Regions from separate parts of the Mus musculus genome. Here regions 1, 3, 4, 5, 6 and 7 are each linked to region 2. Evidence: chromatin contacts called from public HiChIP or PLAC-seq and Micro-C data. All regions are on one chromosome and are shown on one strand. The core of a region is the stretch at or near the end of the contact, and the rest is flanking DNA. Distances in the headings are between cores, read along the strand shown.

The links. Hi-C and Micro-C count contacts between places; a contact is called where the count stands out from the background. HiChIP or PLAC-seq counts read pairs in DNA pulled down with a chosen protein or histone mark.
Region 1: a contact with region 2 is called in an H3K4me3 HiChIP or PLAC-seq map of bone marrow-derived macrophages, with 3 times the contacts expected there. The contact joins the promoter of Fbp1 here to the promoter of Fancc in region 2. A contact is called at or near these places in 5 of 39 promoter capture datasets (the C10 cell line, cranial neural crest, embryonic stem cells and 1 more), 1 of 484 Hi-C or Micro-C datasets (the C10 cell line), 7 of 115 datasets of contacts at active chromatin or transcription factors (the 230-238 cell line, bone marrow-derived macrophages, large pre-B cells and 2 more) and 1 of 9 other capture datasets (liver).
Region 3: a contact with region 2 is called in an H3K4me3 HiChIP or PLAC-seq map of the 230-238 cell line, with 5 times the contacts expected there. The contact joins the enhancer-like site here to the promoter of Fancc in region 2. A contact is called at or near these places in 1 of 15 datasets of contacts at CTCF or cohesin (pro-B cells), 1 of 484 Hi-C or Micro-C datasets (the N1E-115 cell line), 13 of 115 datasets of contacts at active chromatin or transcription factors (the 230-238 cell line, acute myeloid leukemia, bone marrow-derived macrophages and 5 more) and 1 of 9 other capture datasets (embryonic stem cells).
Region 4: a FOXA1 HiChIP or PLAC-seq map of pancreatic cancer cells shows a contact between it and region 2. The contact joins the promoter of Fbp2 here to the promoter of Fancc in region 2. A contact is called at or near these places in 1 of 39 promoter capture datasets (the C10 cell line), 1 of 115 datasets of contacts at active chromatin or transcription factors (pancreatic cancer cells) and 1 of 9 other capture datasets (liver).
Region 5: a contact with region 2 is called in an H3K4me3 HiChIP or PLAC-seq map of embryonic limb bud, with 6 times the contacts expected there. The contact joins the enhancer-like site here to the promoter of Fancc in region 2. A contact is called at or near these places in 10 of 115 datasets of contacts at active chromatin or transcription factors (bone marrow-derived macrophages, embryonic limb bud, embryonic stem cells and 3 more).
Region 6: a contact with region 2 is called in a Micro-C map of embryonic stem cells, with 3 times the contacts expected there. The contact joins the enhancer-like site here to the promoter of Fancc in region 2. A contact is called at or near these places in 4 of 15 datasets of contacts at CTCF or cohesin (the NIH/3T3 cell line, embryonic stem cells, large pre-B cells and 1 more), 21 of 484 Hi-C or Micro-C datasets (LSK cells, the N1E-115 cell line, adipose-derived mesenchymal stem cells and 11 more), 33 of 115 datasets of contacts at active chromatin or transcription factors (the 230-238 cell line, DN3 thymocytes, the NIH/3T3 cell line and 19 more) and 1 of 9 other capture datasets (embryonic stem cells).
Region 7: a contact with region 2 is called in an H3K27ac HiChIP or PLAC-seq map of microglia, with 5 times the contacts expected there. The contact joins the promoter of Cdc14b here to the promoter of Fancc in region 2. A contact is called at or near these places in 2 of 115 datasets of contacts at active chromatin or transcription factors (bone marrow-derived macrophages and microglia).

What each region holds. Positions count from the first base shown.
Region 1 is chr13:62,887,028-62,889,727 of GRCm38.p6, forward strand. Fbp1 (fructose bisphosphatase 1) reads right to left here and starts at 1,255. Exons shown (of 7, transcript NM_019395.3): 1 at 847-1,255. The coding sequence starts at 1,016.
Region 2 is chr13:63,430,267-63,433,120 of GRCm38.p6, forward strand. Fancc (Fanconi anemia, complementation group C) reads right to left here and starts at 1,479. Exons shown (of 15, transcript NM_007985.3): 1 at 1,184-1,479.
Region 3 is chr13:62,908,091-62,911,038 of GRCm38.p6, forward strand. No RefSeq gene overlaps it. Among named protein-coding and RNA genes, the nearest start is that of Gm40981, 8.3 kb to the right of the region's middle. Within about 2 kb of position 1,496, at least 46 of the 459 cell types and tissues checked have an H3K27ac peak or open chromatin away from gene starts, as enhancers often do. A contact at or near this core is called in the 230-238 cell line, where this site is marked.
Region 4 is chr13:62,856,809-62,859,712 of GRCm38.p6, forward strand. Fbp2 (fructose bisphosphatase 2) reads right to left here and starts at 1,592. Exons shown (of 7, transcript NM_007994.4): 1 at 1,320-1,592. The coding sequence starts at 1,489.
Region 5 is chr13:64,064,969-64,067,961 of GRCm38.p6, forward strand. The region is part of intron 6 of Hsd17b3 (hydroxysteroid (17-beta) dehydrogenase 3); the gene reads right to left. Among named protein-coding and RNA genes, the nearest start is that of Gm30999, 10 kb to the left of the region's middle. Within about 2 kb of position 1,458, at least 4 of the 459 cell types and tissues checked have an H3K27ac peak or open chromatin away from gene starts, as enhancers often do. A contact at or near this core is called in embryonic limb bud, where this site is marked.
Region 6 is chr13:64,030,132-64,032,866 of GRCm38.p6, forward strand. No RefSeq gene overlaps it. Among named protein-coding and RNA genes, the nearest start is that of Gm30999, 25 kb to the right of the region's middle. Within about 2 kb of position 1,305, at least 6 of the 459 cell types and tissues checked have an H3K27ac peak or open chromatin away from gene starts, as enhancers often do. A contact at or near this core is called in embryonic stem cells, where this site is marked.
Region 7 is chr13:64,273,595-64,276,294 of GRCm38.p6, forward strand. It overlaps Cdc14b (CDC14 cell division cycle 14B), which reads right to left and starts at 1,394. Exons shown (of 14, transcript NM_172587.3): 1 at 997-1,394. The coding sequence starts at 1,156.

The sequences.
Region 1 (2,700 bases), core at 5-2,504, 540 kb before region 2:
TCAAGGCCAACTTGGTCTACTCACAGTGAGTTCCAGGACAGTAGAAGCTACATCGTGAGAACCTGTTTCTAACCCTAACCTTACATAGTGGACCTACATAGTGAGACCATGTCTCAATAAATACATAAACTTCTTCTTCATCTTCTTCCTCCTCCTCCCCCTTATCATCATCACCATCATCTACCACAGGGAACTTTTCTTATTCAAGGAGGGTCTGCATAACAAAGTCCCCAGATGGTTCAGGGGAAGGAGATTGGATTCTTGGCTTTATCAAAAGCAGTCTACTACTTCTGCTCTGTCTTTAAGCTCTTAATAATTGGGCAAGATCTGCTCCTAGCATTAATGCAAACAGGGAGAGATTTTGGTGCTCAGGAGGTGAGTCTACAGCTGGCTCCAGAAAGAGGGAGCGCCCGGAATACTGTGTGGCGGCTCCCTTCCAGACTGATAAGTGGTGGGATACTCTTTATGGGGCTTGTCTAGGTTAGGGATGATACTGAATTAGAAGCTGAATTTGGGATTTCAATTTCCAAGGAGAGTAACAGAGGTTAAAAGAGAAATGGGGAGAAAGGCGCAGGTATTGGCACTTTAGAGAGTCCCGGGTGGGCAGCTGGTAAGTCACTCACTTATACCAGGAATCTGGGAGGAGCGAAAAGGAGAGTTGAGACCAGAAGAGATCCGGCAATTGTGCACCAGGAGAAGGGAACGAGGGCTGTGTGCAGCAGAGCAGAATCTTAACTGTCAGATGCGACACTGGCAACCAGACCCATCAGGACCCAGCAGGGGTCCAGAGAAGCAGACCCCAGTCGTTCTAACGGATAAGATGCGGCAGCCAGAGGCCTAACTCACAGCTGTGCGATGCCCGCCTGGCGCACCGCAGACGAGATGGCTTTGATCGCGGTGCAGAGCGAATTCAGCAGCTGGGTCAACTCCCCCGTGCCCTGAGCCTTCCTGCCCTGCTCCATGACGAAGCGGGTCAGGGTGCTGATATCCGTTTCGAAGGGCGCATGGTTCGCCATTGCTGGGGTCTGGCGCAGGTGCTGGCTAAAGGTGCTGACTAAAGGTGCAGGCAGGTGGAGCCCACAGGTGATAGTCACAGCGGGAAGACTGAAAGCCGTTCAGTGTCTGCAGAAACTCAATGAACTTGAGTCCTGGGGGAGCCTATAGTCTCCAGGTCTCCGCCCCCCTGTCCCAGGAAACACCCCCTTGCTCCCTTCCTCTACCAACTGCCATTCTGCCCGCTGGCCAAGGTCCTCCTAGCCTCTCCCTCCCTCCGTTCCATGCACCCTCCCCTAGATGCCAAGCTGACAACGCTACTTCCTCCTCTGTTGCCCCACCGCCCACCTTGCCTCTGGGCTACCTGCATGGTTATCTCCTCCAATGCCCGCTATAACCTGCCAGAGAGGAAGGCATGATGGACTCCTCCTCCCATAACCCTTCCCCCGTCCCACCCACCCACCTGCTTAAAATACTAAGCAAATTCAGGGAGGTTGAGTAACTAGTTCAGGGAAAGCCGCACTTGAGCCTGAGGTGGCTTGGTTTCGATCCCTACCCACTGCTCTTCCTGAACCATCACTGTCTCTTCTGACCCATCTCCTGGGAAATGGATTCTCCCATCCACATCCACTCTGAATCCTTAATTGTTGCCTCCTCCCAGTTTCTAGAGTTGGAGAACTGTTGGGAACCTTAGTTTCTAAGTGTCTTCCGCAGAGAAAACTAATGCAGACACAAACAGCTATTCTCTGAAGTCAGGCTGTTCCGCAGCCAGCGTCCTTACCCGTGCCTGTTCTAGCTGTCACAAGTCATAGGCTGATTTGTAGAACAATTAATTACTGAGCAGGTACTGTGCACCAGGACACCGGCTTTCTTTGAGGTCAGAGCCCAAGGAGTACAAACTCCTGCCCTTCTTGAGTGTAAGATTGACAAGTAACAAAAAGAAACAAAAACATACCATGGATCAGTTTGCTACAGGAGCCACTTTGGCATAGAGAATCATGAAAAGAGAAAGATAAATAGAGAATGCTGGGAAGAGTAAACTGGGGTGTCAGGGAAAAGTTCACTGGGAAAATAATATTTGAGCAAAAAGCTGAAGGATGCAAGAGAAGAACCAGAGTGGACTTGTCTGTGGGACTGGTTAGCCAGCCAGGCTAGTGCAATCAGCTAGCACCAAGCTTATCAGAGACCATCTCTCAAAACAAGGTAGACAGTGCCCAAGGAACAGCGCCCAAGGCTCACATGTGTACCCGACAGCCACACAGACACCAGGAAAGAAAGGAGAAAAGAGAGAGAAGGATGATATTATGACAGATCTCACAAACCATAGCAAAACACTTGTGGGTTCTATTCACAGTGCTGGAAGAACCTGTGGAGGGTTTTAAGCTGGAAAGCTATGACTTGCTCTGTTCTACATGATGAAGGAACAGACTGCAGAAGGTCAAGAGCTGAAGCTGGGAGAGCTAGCAGCGTGCCTTCCATCTAGCCTGTTTGTGTTCCCTGTCTGATGTACAAAGATTGCTATCAAACTGGCTTGAAGCTTCCGGCCCTGCCCTGGGCCCACTGCTCCTTGGCACTCTCTTCCAGGATCACCCTCTCTGGGCACACTGCCTCTTGGCATGCCCTCCACTGCCACCCCCTTTTTCTCAAATTCCTCTTCTTCACCTACCTGCCCCACCCTGTGCTCCAGTGACTCATTTTCTTAAGAAA
Region 2 (2,854 bases), core at 229-2,728:
GATAAGATGCCTGCCATTACAAGCATGAGAACATGAATTCTATCCCCAGAACACACGTTCGTTGCTGTGTGTGCGTGTGTATTTAAGGTTTTAAGTGTGTGGCCCACATTTGTCATCTCAGCAATGGGGAGGCAGAGAAAGGCATAACCCCAAGGGCTTGCAAAGTCAGGTGACCTACAAGCCAAATGTGATGGGTGTGAGGAGAGGCGGGGGACGAATAAGGAGGGAAAGATGGGGCACTCCTGACACCACCTCTGGCCTCTACATACACACACATAACCGCCAGTTGTTCAATTGTGAGCGTTAAATCTGCCATTTGGAAGCACCCTAAAGGCGAGGGCCATCCACAAATAGGTATCTCACGTCGGTCACACCCGCTTAGATTAATTTAATGAGGGATGGGATTTTTCGAATCATCTCATACTAGAGGAAAAGTCCAGGCACACAGAGGTCTTCAATATCATTGGCCTGTTCCAAGATTTTCATCCAGCACCCCCTCCAAGCCCAAGCACCTAAAAACTGTTCCAGTAAGGCAGCAAGACAGCAAGACACAAGCATTAAACACTCTCAGGCCTTGAATGGGCCTCTGGGCCTGTCACTCAAGCAGCTGTGGGAGGGCGATCTTGAGACCCTGAGCAGAGCTGCTCTAATGGATGGCGAGCAATAAGCTTCACCTTTGCCCCAGTCCTTCCAAAAGTACCTGCGGCTACGTTGAAACCAGAGGGAGAGGATTTGCTTAAAACAATAAAAATAAAAATAAATGGGGACGAAGGGTAAAGGACAGATGCCTCTCTACCATCGCCGCGAGCCAAGCTCACCAAGCTTCACCTTGGGCCTTAGACCCCACCCCTCACTGTCGGTCCCGCCCCGCCGGGCTCATCTGCGATGGCGCAGCCCCCCTCCGGCTCCTCTCCCTTGTGGAGCGGCCCCTCTAAGTCGTGCGGGCTCCCGCCGAGATCAGTTTCCGTGTGGTCACGCCCACCGCGTCTGTCGGCCACTGCCAAGCTGGGTTCAACTCCCCGATTAGCCACGCCCCTCACCGTCGGCCTCACCTCCCACCTGGCTCTAGCCCCGCCTCCCGCCAGGCCCCGCCTCCTGCCGGGCTATATCTTCCCCCCCCCCCAACCCCCCACATCCCGCCCCGCCCTCCCGCGGCTCGCACCCGCCCACCGTAGCTTCTCACCGTCCTGCCTCAGCTCCACCGCGCCGCGGGAGCGCGGCTCGCCCACGTTGAGACTCGGGCGCACGTTCTCGCGAGTCTTCTCTGCCCTAGCAGGAAACGGCGGTCTTCCCGGGTGGTCCTCACCCAGAGCTGCCTCAGCAGACTGGGCCGCGGCGGAAAAGAAGCCACCGCCCGGCTTCTGCGGCTTGAAAACTTGGCACAGCCTCACGGAACTTTTTTTGTTTTGACGTGTTTGGAATTTTCCCGCGGCCGCAAGGGAGTGGGGCTGCGCGCGCGCTCGCACGCACGCGCAGTGCACTCTGGGGCCCAGCGCGCTCCCGCGGCATGATGGGAAGATCTGAATCTCTCCTGGAGGAAGTGGGCGACTACGGGCTATAGCTAACTCGCGGCGCCGAGTGAGGGCTTTAGAGAAGAGAGAGCCCTGGAATGTGGTTCTTGAGAGACGGGAGTTGCCAGATAGGTCAAACTCCACATAGGGTTCAAGCCTGCTGGGCCCAACCACAAACGAGTTTTGTCTGTGGTTAGTGATCGCTCCAATCCCTAGTCAGGCCCATGTACTGCTTAGTTCAGGTTCAAATCGGTTCAAAGTTGCATTTACGCCACATAAGTGGAAACTTCTTGTCAAGTGAGACATGGCTTATCTTTTATTCTTGAATTTTTAACATTACATTTGTGTGCATGCCAGGTGAACCTAGAGGTCAGTTTGTGGGAATCAGTTCTCTCACTAATGCAGGTACCCAGTCTTCAACTTGGTGGTAGGAGCTTTTACCTGATGAGCGAGCCATCTTGCCAGCCCTTTCTTAAAGATTTTCAAATTTAGATCTGCATGGTTATTTACAGATGTTTGAATTGGGGAAGAGTCAGGATAACCTTAAACTTTTAGATTTTTTTGGTTTGTTTGTTTGTTTCGAGACAGGGTTTCTCTGTATAGCCCTGGCTGTCCTGGAACTCACTTTGTAGACCAGGCTGGCCTCCAACTCAGAAATCTGCCTGCCTCTGCCTCTGCCTCTGCCTCCCGAGTGCTGGGATTAAAGGCGTGTGCCACCACGCCCGGCTTAAATTTTTTTTTTTAATTAGTGCCTAAGAACCATTCGTTGTAATAAGACCACAACTTAGTGCCTTAAAAATAACATGTAGGGAGGAATATATGCCTGTAATAAATAGCTCTTATTTAAATACTCTGTTGCAGGATATTTGATCATACTGTGAATCCCGAGGTTGTATACTAGAAAAAACTATCTCTACACGTGTGGCTTAGCCCTAGCACACTCCTTTAATCCACGATCTTTCTGTTTATTGTAAATTGAATTTGAAAGAGAAGAATAAAGACTAGCCGAAAGACATTGGGTTGTAGAAAAACAACTGCTGAATTAGATTACCTGTATGCTTTAATTAAGGGAGCGGTGTAACAGATAGCTTAGCCATTAAGAGCACTGGCTGCTCTTCCAGAGAACCTGAGTTTGAGTCACAGCATCCACATGGCAGCTCACAATTATTAGTAACCCCTGTCCAAGGGATCTGATGCCCTCTTCTGGCCTCCTTCGGCACCACACTGCACAAACATTAATAAGTCATAATATCCACACACACAAAATAACAACATCAAAATTTAAAGGGAGACCCCAGGGGAACCTGATCCCAAAGTAACATGCCCTGCTTTATGGGATCAAG
Region 3 (2,948 bases), core at 246-2,745, 520 kb before region 2:
GAAATTAATCAAGAAGTTAAACATTTATTAAAAACAAGCTTGGAAGTTACAGGAGAAAGGTCAATTGAGAGGAGCCAAGCCAGACGGAGTGTGCGTGCTTCTGCCTGTGAAATGCACTGTTTGCTTAGGAGCAAAGGTTCATGAGCAAATGAAGCATGTGGAGACTCATGCGCATTCCCTTTGGGGACTCTCGTCTGCACTTGGGAAAACAGCTGCTGCTGTCAGCAGTCCTTGAAAAGAGCAGCTGATGCAACCCTTAACTGACCTGGGGCCCTTGACCCCTCTGTGACGTTAATACTCCGCTTGAGCATTTGGGCAACATTGCAGATTAAATACAGCCCCAGGTTGTTCAGGCCTCAGTTACCAAGGTCTAGACTCCAACGTCCAGGTAGTCTGCCCCTCCCCACACCCTTTACGCCACAGGGTAAGCACACAGGAGACCTCTGAGCCCACACAAGGAGGCTCTGCTTTGCTGCCTTAACCCAGAAAGAGAAATAAGCTACGGGGAGGCAAACACTCAAGAGAGATTTTCCTCATGATCCCTAATGCACCCCTGGGGGGGTATTGTTGGGGGGGGGGGAGGTAGAACTAGGATTCAACAGGAAGAACTTCCTCCCATATTATACCAAAATGAGGACATCTAGAACTGTCCCATGGCCAAGAGGAAGAAGCCGTAAGGAGAGTGCCCTGCCTCATTTTTACCAAATCACCTTTGCACAAGAACCACCATACTGGTGTCTTAGAACTTTTTGTGGCTTTTGTGTGTGTTTGTTTCCAGTACTGGGAATTGCACCCAGGACCTTGCACGTACTAAGAAAGCATGCTTCCACTACTCCTTGCCCTGGAGCAATACTTCATGGAAAGCAATGAGATCACTTTTCAAAGCTGTCCCTTTAGCATCTTTCTGTTAGCCTAGAACTTACATCTTGGAGCTGCGTGGGACTCTGAAGGGTCTGTGTGGGGAAACAAAAGAAAATTATCCATAAGCTGGAGAGCTAGAAATATCTCTGTTCAAATGTAGACTTTGTCACTTACGAGCAGTGTGATCAAGGGCAAGATGCTCATCCACCAGACCTCAGTTTCATCATTTGCAAGACAGAAGTCTACATTCTGCAAAGGCTTGATGCAATGGCTTATGGGAGCTAATGTGTTTAGAATAGTTACAGTAGCTCAGAACACCCTCCCCTAGGAAACAGTAGCTGGTGCTATTAACTCTCATGATTGTTAAGTACACAAGAATTTTGTAACACAATTTTTCTCTAAATGTTGTTCATTTTAAATGCTGATGTGAACGTCAGTCTGACTCACACTATGCATCCTCTGTGCTTTGTGAGAGATTCCCTGGTAAGCTATGGTGAAGTCAAAACCGGATCAGTAACCAGGCTGGGGATGTCTGTAGCTCGGCTGCTAGAGTGCTTGCCTGATACTCACAAAGCCCTGGCTTCAGTCCCCATCTCTAGCACACACACAGTAATCTCAACACTCAGAAGGTAGAGCCAGGAAATCAGTTCAAAGACATCCTTGGCTGCATAGCCAGTTCAAGGCCAGCCTAGAATACATGAGATCCTGTCGCAAAAGATAAGGAAGAGGAGGAAGAAAGGGAAGAGAGACATTGCATACAAATATCAAGAAGAAAAATTAAAATTTTCCTTTCCAATTGAGTTGGGGGGGTTGCTCTTTCAGCAAATACCTCCATTCCCAGATGAATGAGAGACTGGGATCGTCTCTGAAACCCAGTGTGACAATGTTGATGTTTGTACATTCTACAGTTCCAGGAAGCTCAAGGGATGGTGCAATATATATTTCCAAGAAGAGCACACTGTGCAGAACATCTGCGCTTCAGATAATATGCATCCCAGTGAGGCGGGTGGCTCTTCACAGAGCAGCTTCTGAGCTCATCATTCGTTGTAAATTTATGCCTCACACTTAGAGCTGGTGGGGGGGCTGGAAGCAGAAAATAGAGGTGCTGTTGCTATTTTAAGCATGGGGGAAACGGAGAAATCAAGACACTGACCCAGAACTGCTCCATGCAAATCAGGGTTGCTTGGCTGTGCACTCAGAACCCCATCTCTTATCATAGATCTGCTCTAGGAAAAACAAAATCCACATCTTTCCATGCCTTCTAAACCTCCACCAAAGAGGGGCTGCACCAAGCTTACTTTTTTGACCCAACAGTTTGCAGGAAGAGAGAAAGATGCTGTATGCGAAATTCAGAGAAAGTAGCATATGCATCCATAATCCTAGCAATCCTCCAGGGAGACAGGAAGTGAAGACAGGAGAGTACCCAGAGCTCCTCTGGTCAGCTAACCTAGTACACGCAGTATGAACAAGACAGACCCTGTTAAACAATGTGGAACTAATACCCATCTTGTCCTCTGACCTAGGCACACATGTCATGGCATGCACACGCACCCCTCATACAAGAGCGGGAGGGTGGGGTAGATTTTAAGTCTTACAATAAAGCTTCTCAAACTTTAAACTTCATTATCCACACAGGGCTCCTGGGATCTTGTCATGCGGGTTATAAATCAGTAGGTCTGAGATTCTTCAGGTCTAGCCGACTCAGAAGGGCTGCAGCTTCATGGACCATCCTCTGAGTAGCAAGGTCTAAACTTGCCCGTATCATGCCCCTGTCCCAGTCCCATCCCAAGCAGAGTGGAGCTCATGTAAAGAACGAGGGCAGAATGTCTTAACCTGAGGACTCTGCCCTAGACAACAGGGCACTTACTCAGGGATTGGTGTTTGTTTTTGGGCTTTCCAGTAAATATTAAGTATTAATAATGGTTGTACCCACTGTGTACTACATCGCAGTGTGATGTTTCAGACACATGTATTCCCAGGGCCTGCCTCTGAAGCTTTCTCTCTCCTATGTCATCCCTATTTCCTGACCCTCTCCTGAAACTAGCTTCTGGGTTTGGGCTTCAATTTCTTCATTATTGAACAGAGGT
Region 4 (2,904 bases), core at 342-2,841, 570 kb before region 2:
TAAACCATATTCCACAGCTACAAGGTAAGAAAAACCAAGTTAAATAAAGCACTTAACTATCTAGACCTTCATGGCCCTTGGTCGGATGCTGAACCACTGAGAAGCAGACTGTGGCAGATACACAAGGAACGCTGCCAAGAGAGTTGCTGTGGAGCCGAGAGGCCTGCACGGAGGAGGGGTTAAAAGTGTGGGCAAAAGTCCTGAGTGGCCACAGGAAACCGCCCTAATTATAGCAGAGCGGGAACACAGGAGTAGCAAAGACGCTATCTAATGTTACTCGGGGATGATCTTCACACATGCAGGCAACGCCCATTCTGGAAGCATGTTCTTAAAGGCAGAGAGCGCTTGGCCGTTCTTGCCGAATGAAGTAATCACACAGTTAAGGGACAGCACGGGCCGGGGAAAGAGCCAATCAATCATCTTTAATTTGGGTCCTGTTATCTGTTCCTAAACACGTACATAGTAAGCTCTGTGGTGGTTTTATGATTGCAATTATGAAATTAATGCTGTCACAGTTTGGGAATAAAGGCACCACACGATCGAGAATAAACATTTTAAATAGGTGGACTTTGTTGGCTCTTCTTCGAGGGTCCCCCCCCCCCACACACACACACATGTATGTCCCTTCCTTCGACTTCAGAGGGGCCCTTCACTGGAATCAAAATGGAAGTCCAAAGGAAGTGATTTCTTTTCATCATGCCTTAAAACCGTACTCCTGGCTGTGGCCAAGAGCAACTCCAGCATGAACGTGGCCCTGTTTTGCAAAAGAGAACCAAGCAAAGGTGCTCTGCTGTGCCTGCCCCAGCCCAGCCTGTCCAGATTCCTGAACACCACGTGAAGATGGAGAAAACTGAGCCAGGTTCTTTTCATGACAGTCAAGCCCCCTTAACCTGTGTTCTGGTGATTTCTACCCCACAATACTGACAGAGGTCATGACAACTGAACACACCTGTACGGGGTAAAAAAAAAAAAAAAAAAAAAAGGCATCAAAACACATTTTAAAGTCCCATTAAGACTTTGCAAATATAAGTAATGAGAATTCAATATAGGTTTTGAGGCAACAAGCTATAGTGTTACCATTATAATCCCAAGTAACCGGTAGTCACACTTTTCTCTGCAGTTTGTTGCTAAGCAGTTTTTCCCTTTCCTTGCAAAACATGCCAAAGGCTGCTTTATCAAAGCAGGCTTAAAGAATTTAAATGCAGTGTCCTTACGGCACAAAGAGCAAATTAGCTTTGGACCCCGTTTCTAGCACAAGCACCGGTCTGTGGCTTCCACACCCTGGCTTGGGTTGCCTGCGCATGCTCTCCAGGACTTACAGGTTGGCCAGGCCGGCCTTGCGCACTGCGGAAGAGATGGCTTTGATGGCAGTCAGCATCGAGTTGAGCAGCTGGGTGAGTTCTCCGGTCCCTTTGGCCTGTCGCCCCTTTTCCATAACGTAACGGGTCAGGGTCAGCATGTCTGTCTCAAAGGGGCTTCTGTCCGTCATTGTGCAAATGAGATCCCAAAGCCTCCCTTTGCTCCTTGTAGAAATCCTTGCTCTCTCAAGGCAGCAGCCTCACAGCCTACTCGTTGAAGACACACCTGCACTTGACTGTGCCAAAGTCCGAGGGAAATGAACCCCACCCCACGTGACTCAGATAGCCGGACAAGCCCTCAAGGAAACTTCCCTGGCCTCCCTCCCTGACGGTGGCAGCTGCCACAGTGCAAGAAGCAGGCTGTAAATAGTACTGCGCTACAGGGAAGGGCTGGCCTCAATCTCTACACCCAGTTTTGTTTTGTTTGATCCTAAGAAGCCAGGATCAGCCACAGGTGAAAGAAGACTAGCTAATAAAATGACTCACAAATTCCTCCTATGGGAAGCAAGAGGGCTTTCTGCAGCTAGCCGCCACTGTGTGTCATTCTGCACGGTTGAGACTCTCAGATGGCATATTGGCAGATTCTTTATCTGGGGCATAGGTCACATAACAAACTAATGGCAATCCCAGGGTGACTGGAGCAAGAGTTCTTTCAGGCTTGCTTCTATTAAGCATGTGTAACTGGAGGGATGAGGAAGATAATATTACATTCCTAGCAGAGTGTCTAGTCTCAGGGTTGATTTGCCAGTTTCTCTGGATTTTTATTTTTATTTTAAAAACCCTTGATTTGAAAACATACATCAGGACCGCACTGGCTGCTCTTGCAGAGGACCTGGCTTTGGGTCCAAATACCAACTTTTACTCTAGTTCTGGGAAGCTCCAGTGCCCTCTCTGACCTCCAGGATACCAAGCATGTAAGTGGAGCATGTGTAGGAGACAGACACACGAAATGGTCTCATAAAAAGGTGACCCGTCCAGCAGGTCCAGTTATTCGAGGGTCTCGAGGGGACCTCCTCCTAAGAACCAAATGGGGGGTAGAGAGGGACGAGGGCCTTGTGCGAATAACGACACGGAGACCTTCTAGAATGCATCAAAGCCCCCAAATGTATTAGTCAGGCCTGAGGTTTAAATGCACAAGCAAAAGGGGAAGTGCCTTTCAGCAGGAAGGATGGGGCAATAGAATTGCACAAGGAAAAGGGGAAGTACAGATACTTATCAGCGGGAGGGATGGGGCAATACAAGCAAAAGGAGAAGTACTTATCAGTGGGGGAGGGGCAATAGAATTGCACATTCTTAGGCAGTTACACGTGGAAGCAGGAACTTGGCGGTATCAGGGTATCTTGAGGTCAGGACATCCGCGCTGACTTAGGGCTGGAACAATCTGTGGTTGTTCTCGGAGCGGTGTGCCGGTGGCCCGCTTTTGACCCTCTTTTCTTCTCGGGGGAAGAGGCCCAATTCAGAGATCAGGACAATAGTGTTATCTTAATAGCTCCCAACAAAAACGCTTAAAGAAATACTTTTTAAAGGTGACCTAGAATTAACTGCT
Region 5 (2,993 bases), core at 208-2,707, 630 kb after region 2:
GGCTGGGGGGCAGGGGGAGACTGTAGTGAGGAAGACTCACACCTCTGTAAAAACTGCCTCTGCCTCTGAGGGAAAAGAGAGAAGGATGAGAGGTTAGACTGAGTGGTATGCACTCCAGGGCACCACTTTCATCTTGTTGGACACACTTGATCATCCTCAATGTCTCCCACAGGAGCTCTCTTAGCCTTACTGGGCAAACTATCTGTTATGCAGACACCACTGTGCAGCATCCGTCCCTGCCCCAAAGTTCCCAGTATTTAGCGTCTGTGGTGGTTAATCTTCATACTCAGTTTGACAGGCTCTGAAGTCACCTAAATATACATATCTGGGTACATCTATGAGTGTTTCCAGAAATGTGTAACTGACAAAGGCAGACCCTGAGAATGTGGCACCATCCCCCCGCTGGAGTCCTGAACTGAATAAAAAGGAGAGAGGGAACTTAGACACCGGCACTCCTCTCTTTCTGCCCCTTACTTTGGACACAACATGACCAGCTGTGTCATGCTCCCTCCATGCTGCTTTCCTGGGACTAATGCACTGTGCCCTCCTTCACCACCATAATGGATGACAGCCAAAGGAATCCTTCCTTCTGTCAAGTTGCTTCTATCGTGTGTGTGTGTGTGTGTGTGTGTGCATATGTGTAGGTATGTGTGTATGTGTGTGTATGTATGTGTGCATGTGTGTATATGTATGCATGTGTGTATGTGTATGTATGTGTGTAAGTGTATGTGCATGTGTGTATGTGTACATGTGTGTGCACATGTGTATATATGTGTGTGTGTGTGTGTGCATGTATGTATTTGTATACATGCATGTATGTGTGTCTATGTGTATATGTGTGTGGATGTTTGTGCATGTGTTGATGTGTGTGTATGCACGTGTGTATATGTGGATGTGGATGTGTGGATGTATGTGTGTGTATGTGTGTGTATGTGGATATGTGTGTGGGTGTGTGTGTGGATGTGTGTGTGTGTGCACATGTGTATATGTTTATGTGTGTGTGTATGTGTGGATGTGTGTGTGCACATGTATGTGTATATGTGTGTGTGTGGATGTGTGTGTCTGTATGTGTATATGTGTGAGTGTTTGCTCATATACAGAGAAACCAGAGGACACCAGGAGTCTTTCTTATCTTTCTTCACCTTATTCCCTTAAAACAAGGCCTCTCCCTGAACTAAGAGCCCACTTGTTTTTTGCTAGGTTGGAGGCCAGAAGGCGCCAGAAACCCTGTCCCTGCTCCCTGGCACTGTAGTTACAGCCACACTCAACCTTTTTATGTGGGTGCTAGGGATCCAAACATGGGTCTTATCTGCCAAGTCCCCCATTTGCACAGTAACAAGAAAATTAACTCTAAAGTCAACTCTCCCACCTTCCTAGTCCCCCAGACTTTCTCTCCTACCTCTGCCCTTGACCAGCAAGAGCATGTGCTTGCCTATACACACTGCTGCCAGACAACACCCTTGAAATCACTAAGAGTTGTGGGTCATGCTTCCAGCCAGCCAGGCTAACGAGTGCACGGTATATTTAGAAGCTGACTTTTCATTTATTTTCTTTGTTGCTTAGGGAGTTCAGTGTCTATAATAAATAAAACTTTATAAATTCAAATCAAAGCACTTCTGTAGTAAAGGAATCAGAAGGTTATCAAATCCCCTTTGAGGAAATCTAGATGATCAAACAGCCCACGATTGAAAGATCAATGTCTAAAATAATGTAAAACGATTTTAATGATAAGCTTCAACAACAGTTGACCACATAAACCTTAAAGCCACATCAGCTGGGAGCTTTAAAAAGCCACAGATTGCTTAGCATACAAACCCCATGAGCACTCGATAATAACCAAGCAGGAAGCTGTAACATTCCAGTGTGCTGACAGAAAAACAACCAATGATGAACTATTGCCAGGGAGCTTATCCACCTGAAACAACTGCCCGTGGAGAAGGGTGCTAGCCAGCTTTCCCTTTTGATGTTTGAAACCTGGTCCTCCTCAGCCATCTTATGTTCCAGACCCTGAAACTGGACCCCACACTCACCCCATCAACTTGAAATCAGAGTTTCTACCTTGCTGCTCCCTGCAGGTCTATTGACTGCCAAGAGAGATCAGCAAGGCTGCCACATACAGATGTGAACTTCAAGGATGAGCTGAGAGACCAGCTGTGGGGTAAGCATAGGCAGAGAGCTCAGAGCTCACTCATTAGCTGCGCAATGTGGTGGAGGTCCTATGGGCTCAGAGGAAGGGGAAACATTTTGTTCACACTGAAGCTTTAACTCCTCACCATGTCACATGGAACCCGGCTGTGTCCATTCTTAAGCAGTACCAGTTTCTAAACTGTCTTTCCAGGCAGGAGGCCCTCTTTTTCTTCACACAGAGGTATAAATGGACTAGCTTTGAGGGAATCATGGCATAAATGAGTCTGCAATTGACCCAAAGCAAAGGACTCGACAGCTCAATATACCTAAGACATTGCTTCAGCTAATGCTATTTTCATGTCTCTATGTAAAGGGAGGGGCATGGCATGTAAGTGAAGTTAGAGGATGATTTCGGGGTCCTCAGCACCTTCTGTCTTTTGTTTGAGACAAGCTGAGTTCTCCTTGCCTGGGACTTCACCATGTTTGTCATGCTAGTTGACTCACAAGCTTCAGGAGATCTGCCTGTCTCTGCCTCCTGTCTCACCGTCGCTGGAATTATAGGAACATATCATCATACCTGGGGTTGGAATTCAAATCCTCATGCCCGCAAGACAACTAACGGAGCCATCTCCCCAGCTTCTCACTCTAGCACTTTTGTAACAGATGCAGACTTGGAAACTCAGGTTGGTTGGATAACGTGTCCTATGCTGTTCAGTTAGTCAGCTGCTGAGCTGAGCTTAGAACATACCCTCAACAATGGTATGCCTAAGGTACATTCTAAAATCCTGAGTATAAAGCCTGAAACCAGCACAACCTACGATAAGTTTAACTTACAAATTAGACATATAAAAAAAAAACAAATTAGA
Region 6 (2,735 bases), core at 55-2,554, 600 kb after region 2:
GTTTTCTGGAGTGTCTGAAGACAGCTATAGTGTATAGTGTATAGACAAATATTTTTAAACAAAGATAAGGCAAGCAGAGTATGGCACACATGCCTTTGATCCCAGCACTCCAGAGCCAGAGGCAGGTGGATCTCTGAGTTCAGACCAGCCTGGTCTACAGATGGAGTTGCAGGCCAGTCAGAACTGACTACATAGAGAAACTTTGTATCAAAAACAACAATAAATAAATAAAACCCAGATAAGGTCATTGGCCCACCAGTCTAACATGAAGCACTGGCTGCTCTTCCAGAGGACCCAGGCCACATGGTGACTCACAACTGTTTTTAACCCCAGTTCTAGTAGCTTCATTGTCCCCTTCTGGTCTCCATAGGGCATCAGGGACACACATAGTAAACAGACCTACATGCAGCAAAACACCCATACACATAATATATTTAAAAGAAATTAATTAGTTAAAATTTAAGTTTTTAAAAAATGACATTTTATGCCTGTGGGAGATGGGATACGTGGCCCCATTAAGTTTGTTCAAAGCTAGGTTAAGGCAAAGGTGTTTTCTAGATTCTTTGTTTAAAATGTTGGGATTCAAAGTCCTTTGTTTTAAATCTGTTTCTTGCCCCAGGAGAGCAACATCGTTTCTCTTGGATTTTATCTCAAAGGCCCTTGAAATAAGCCAGAGGAAATATCAGGGCAGGGGAAGAAAGCAAAGAAAAATTGTTTCCTAGTAGTACCCACCACAAATTCATCACTCATCCCAAACTTCTGGGAATAGAGGTTATTCAGGTCCTGGGTCATCTTGACTGACCGGCAGCAAGAGATGATGAGTAGGCAATAACCCACACATGGTGACTAGACTTTGACTCCTGGCAGAGGCCCAAGTGGCAGAACAGGATCTGTAACAGTCTCCAGTCTAAAAGCCTCAGTAGGGAGTTGCTAAGGCTTCTGGGACCACCATGGGCTGTGATTTAAACCACCTTTCCCAATAAAGGCATATGAGACATTGAAACAAAATTTCTTTACCTGTTACAAAGCACAAAAAAAAAAAAAAAAAAAAAAATCTGATGCTTATCAGGCCAAGCCTAAGTGAAGGCAGAGATTGCTGGATTCTAAGCCCTTCTGCCCTGGAGGTGTTAACAGAACTTGGCACATCTGAGCTTCAATTTTCACAACCTCCTGGAGCATCTAGGCAAAAGATAGTGATGGCTAGGGACCACCCAAGGTGAGAAACTTAACACAGGCGTCACCCAGAGGCTGCTCCACCCTCCACTCAGGGAATTGAAGGGAAAAAAAGCCACAACCAAACATCCCTGGAGGTGTGGCTTCAGTTCAAAGCATTCCAGGTGGAGAGTGGCCTCAGGTGGCAGAGGTAAGGTAAGTGTAGATGCTTTCCTAAGAATGCTGCCCGGTTCCAACCCTCTACCAACTCCCATCTTATGAAAAATCTTCTAAATATAACTCGTGATACAATGATTGCAAAATACAGTACTTGGGACTGGGGACACGGTGTGGTGGCTGAAGCATTTACCACACTAGTGAGAGGACCAGAGTTTAGGTCCCCAGAACCCACATAAATCCAGAGGGTCTATAAGAGTGCCTGTAATCCTGGCCTCAGAAGGCAGAGACGGGAATCATCTAAGTGGCTGACAAGTAGACCATCCACATTTGTGAGTTCTGGGTTTGACTGAGAGACCCTACTTCAAAGACCAATCAAAAATTCTCACTATCAACCCTGGGTCCCTGTAAACACACACTTGAACACGAATACATATATATGTATTGAGGTTTGGTCTATTGCTATGTATTGTAATGCTAAATTCTATACTGGAAGGTCTGGGCTTACAAGCTTTTGTTGTGCAAACTTTGTTCTTTGATTTAAAACTATTGGTTAAACTGGGCGTGGTGGTGCACGCCTTTAATCCCAGCAAATCGGGAGGCAGAGACAGGCAGATTTCTGAGTTCGAGGCCAGCCTGGTCTACAAAGTGCGTTCCAGGACAGCCAGGGCTACACAGAGAAACCCTGTCTCGAAAAAACCATATAAATAAATAAATAAATAAATAAATAAATAAATAAATAAATAAATAAATAAATCTTTTGGTTAAATAAAATTGGCTACAGTCAATTACTAGAGAGATTAGAGATAGGGGGTTTGGAGTGACCTGGTTGGACAAGGTGGGGCGAGAAAGAAGAATGGGAGGAAAGAGGACGCTGCCGTGAGGGGAGATGGATGAAGAGCACATGGCCAGGAGAAACAGCAAGTACTTGGGGTACACCTCTGGGGAAGTAACCAGGCCAGCAGTTAGAAGAGCAGATTAGGGGTTACCCCCTAGGAATTGTCAAAGACAAATAAAATAACCACAGTCTGAGTCTCATCACTTGTGAGCTAGTCAGGGACAAGCTTAAATTGGCTGTTCTACACATACCACACACATACACATAAAGAGGGAAAAAAGCACCCAAGGAAAATGATGGGTGGGAAGCCCTGCAAAGGATGAGCCCTACCTGCAAGGCAGGTAGGCATGCAACATAGTCACTGGCAGTGATAGAAAAGCATCCTCTAGCCCAGGGATTCTCAGTCTCCTTAATGCTGCAACCTTTTAATACAGTTCTTCATGTTGTGATGACCCCAACCATAAAGTTACTCTGTTGCTACTTTATAATGATAGTTTTGCTACTGTTATGAATCATAATGTAAATACCTGTGTTTTCCAATTGTCTTAGGAAACACCTATAAAAGGAT
Region 7 (2,700 bases), core at 144-2,643, 840 kb after region 2:
CGGGCAAGGGTGTCTCCTCCTTCAGGGTCACACACCGGTAGACCTGGGCAGACACTAGTCAGGGGCTATAGTTAAAACAAGTCCTTCGTCTTCCTCCTTCAAACGCTAAAAAAAAAAACCCTTTCCTCTCCTCTCAGCTTCCTTTAAAAACCGGTCTTACTTTCTAGTTGCCCATTAATCTAGAATATACTTTCTACTAAATTTGTTTGTCTAAACACTTCCTAAATAAATAAATGTCACCAATCGAGAGCCCACCTAGCAAAGTCCAAGTTCAAGTCTTGGAAACCTTTTCTAAAAACCCCACCAAGAGGTGGACACCATCCGCCCCAGAAAACGCGGCACCTTCCTTCAACCGCGCAGGCAGCTATGCAGCTGACAACGCTTTTCCACGTACATCAGTACAACGAAGGCAAAGCTCTGGCTTCTCTATCAACCCCAGCAAACCGAGCGGCTGCCAAAACGGATTTCTTTCGTCTTCAAGAACTGAGACACCAAGAAAAAAAATCACCCTCGAAAGCGGCTATTCTACCCGCTCCGGCTGGCGGGGATTTCTCAAAAGTGACACCTCTGAGCTCTTAGCACGCTTGGTGGTTCAAACGCCATCAACGTGACACCTTTCTGGAGGCACGAGAGGGAGGGCAAAGATCCCTCAGGAGGCCTGAGAGGGCGCGACAGCGTGGGGGGCGGGGGGGGGGTGTCGGACGGCCGGGGGCTCGGGCCGGATCCCACGCGTTGCTAAGGCTCAGCGAGGCTTTGGGCCCTCGGGACAGCAAAGACCAGCGGGACTCAGCAGAGGCTCGGACTCGCGTGGGAACAACCGCGCCGGCTCATCCCGCGATGAGGTGGGTTCGAGGGCAGAGCCGCCCCGCTCCCGAGGCCGGACTCACTTGCAGGAGTGACCCCTCGGCCCATCTCCGGTAAAGTTGCTACCGCGGGCGCACGGGCGACTAGAGGCTCGAGGAGGCGCGAGCCTCGTGGGGGTGTGGCGGGGCTCACCCGTGATGTCCAGGTACAGGTCGTCCTGCTGCTCCAGGCGGTGCAGCTCCTGCGGCGTGGAGCTGCGGCTCTTCTTCACGCCGGGAGAGGAGGACGAGCTGCGGCGTGAGCAGGGGGGCGCGGTGGCCCAAGCCGAGCGCCGCTCGCTCTTACGCTTCATGGAGGCGGTCGCGGCCCGTCAGGGGACCGCGACCATGGCCCGGCAACCCGGCCCGGGTCCTCGCGCTGCGTCTCCCGCCGCCCGCGACCCGGGGGCCCCACAGCGCTGGCCGGTGGCTGGAGCAAAGCGCGCGCTCCCTGGGACGCTGCTGCCGTGGCGTCCGAGCTCAGCGGGCCGCGGCTCCCGGGGACCCCCAGGAGGGATGTTCCGTGGAGCTTCATTCACAAAAAGAAGGGCCCACAACCCTCCTCGGGGCCTACCGGCTCGGGCCGCTCATTGGTCAGTGCGGCGTGACGTCACGCAACTGGAGCCTTCCTACAGGCAGGTACTCGGTGACGCCATAAAGAAAAGTCTGAGCGCTTCCGCCAATCGGGCAGAAAGCGTGCTGGCGACCCCCTTGGTGGGACCCCTCTAACTTTTGTCTCTTGTGTCCAGGTGTTGACGCCTCAGTCCCCAGTTCCTCGAGTGAGTCTCCGAGTTCCTGCACAACCCTACCCTAATAACTCCACTTCGGATCTTTGAGATGGAATTTTTTTCTTTTTTAAGTGTTTCTTGGGTCTCCCCTGTAATTCGCGCCAAGGGAGCCTTGTCATGGCCGCCTGCTAGGAGAGTGTGTAGGCTGCTGAAACGGTCCTCAGCTCTGTGGACGCAAGGCAGAGTGGACCTCAGAACTTAGAAGTTCAGACCAGCGCCGTTTTCCCACCTATCCGATCGGATCGGATCGATAAGGGCTTCTTAGCGTCGGTGAAACCACCTGGAGATGCGATTTACCGCGGTGGTTTGAACCTTCCGACACCTCACCTCGGAACCCAGGAGCGCGCTAGCTCTCGCTGTGGGTAGCCGAGGTGGCCACGGTCCGACTTAGCACGAAGTGTTGGAGCATGTGGCCAGCTGAGCAAACGGCCTTTTCTCCTTTGGGTCTGCAGTGGTACCGCCCCATATTTTGCTACTGGGTTAAAAAGATATCAGATCTTTCTGGAACTTGACCATAGCTGCCATTTTGAAGAGCCCAGCTTCACGGTAGCATCTACTTGGGCGAGGAGACTGGAAGCAGTCGGTAGTCCCAAAGTCCCCATCGGCAGGACTGTAGTCAACAGCGATTTAGTCTGAAAGGGAAGTCAAGAGTCAGAGGGATAAATTTCAGTCCCTCCTCCCCTCCCCCAAAGAACCTCTCAGAAATGCAGATTTCACGAAGTTCCTTCCCCTAGGGAAGGCTTCTTTTGTTTTGAAGCCCTACCTTAAGCCTGCTGCTTCGGAAAAGATAAGATATGGGACTGGCTTTCCTTAGCCAGGGGCCCTTAAGAACCTGCTTGTTCACCTTTCGGGTTTCCATAGGACATCAACGAAGGCCTTACATTTAAAATGTCTGTAGTGTTAGCAAAAACTTTTGCCCAGGAAGAGAAAGTCCTTCACACGGTTCCAAGGACTCACAGTAGAAGGGCCACCAAATGTCACAATCAGAAATTTTATGAAAAGTTTTTTTTTTTTTGGTTTGTTTTTTTTTTTTTTAACCACCACTATAATCCATAGGATTACATGGAAGA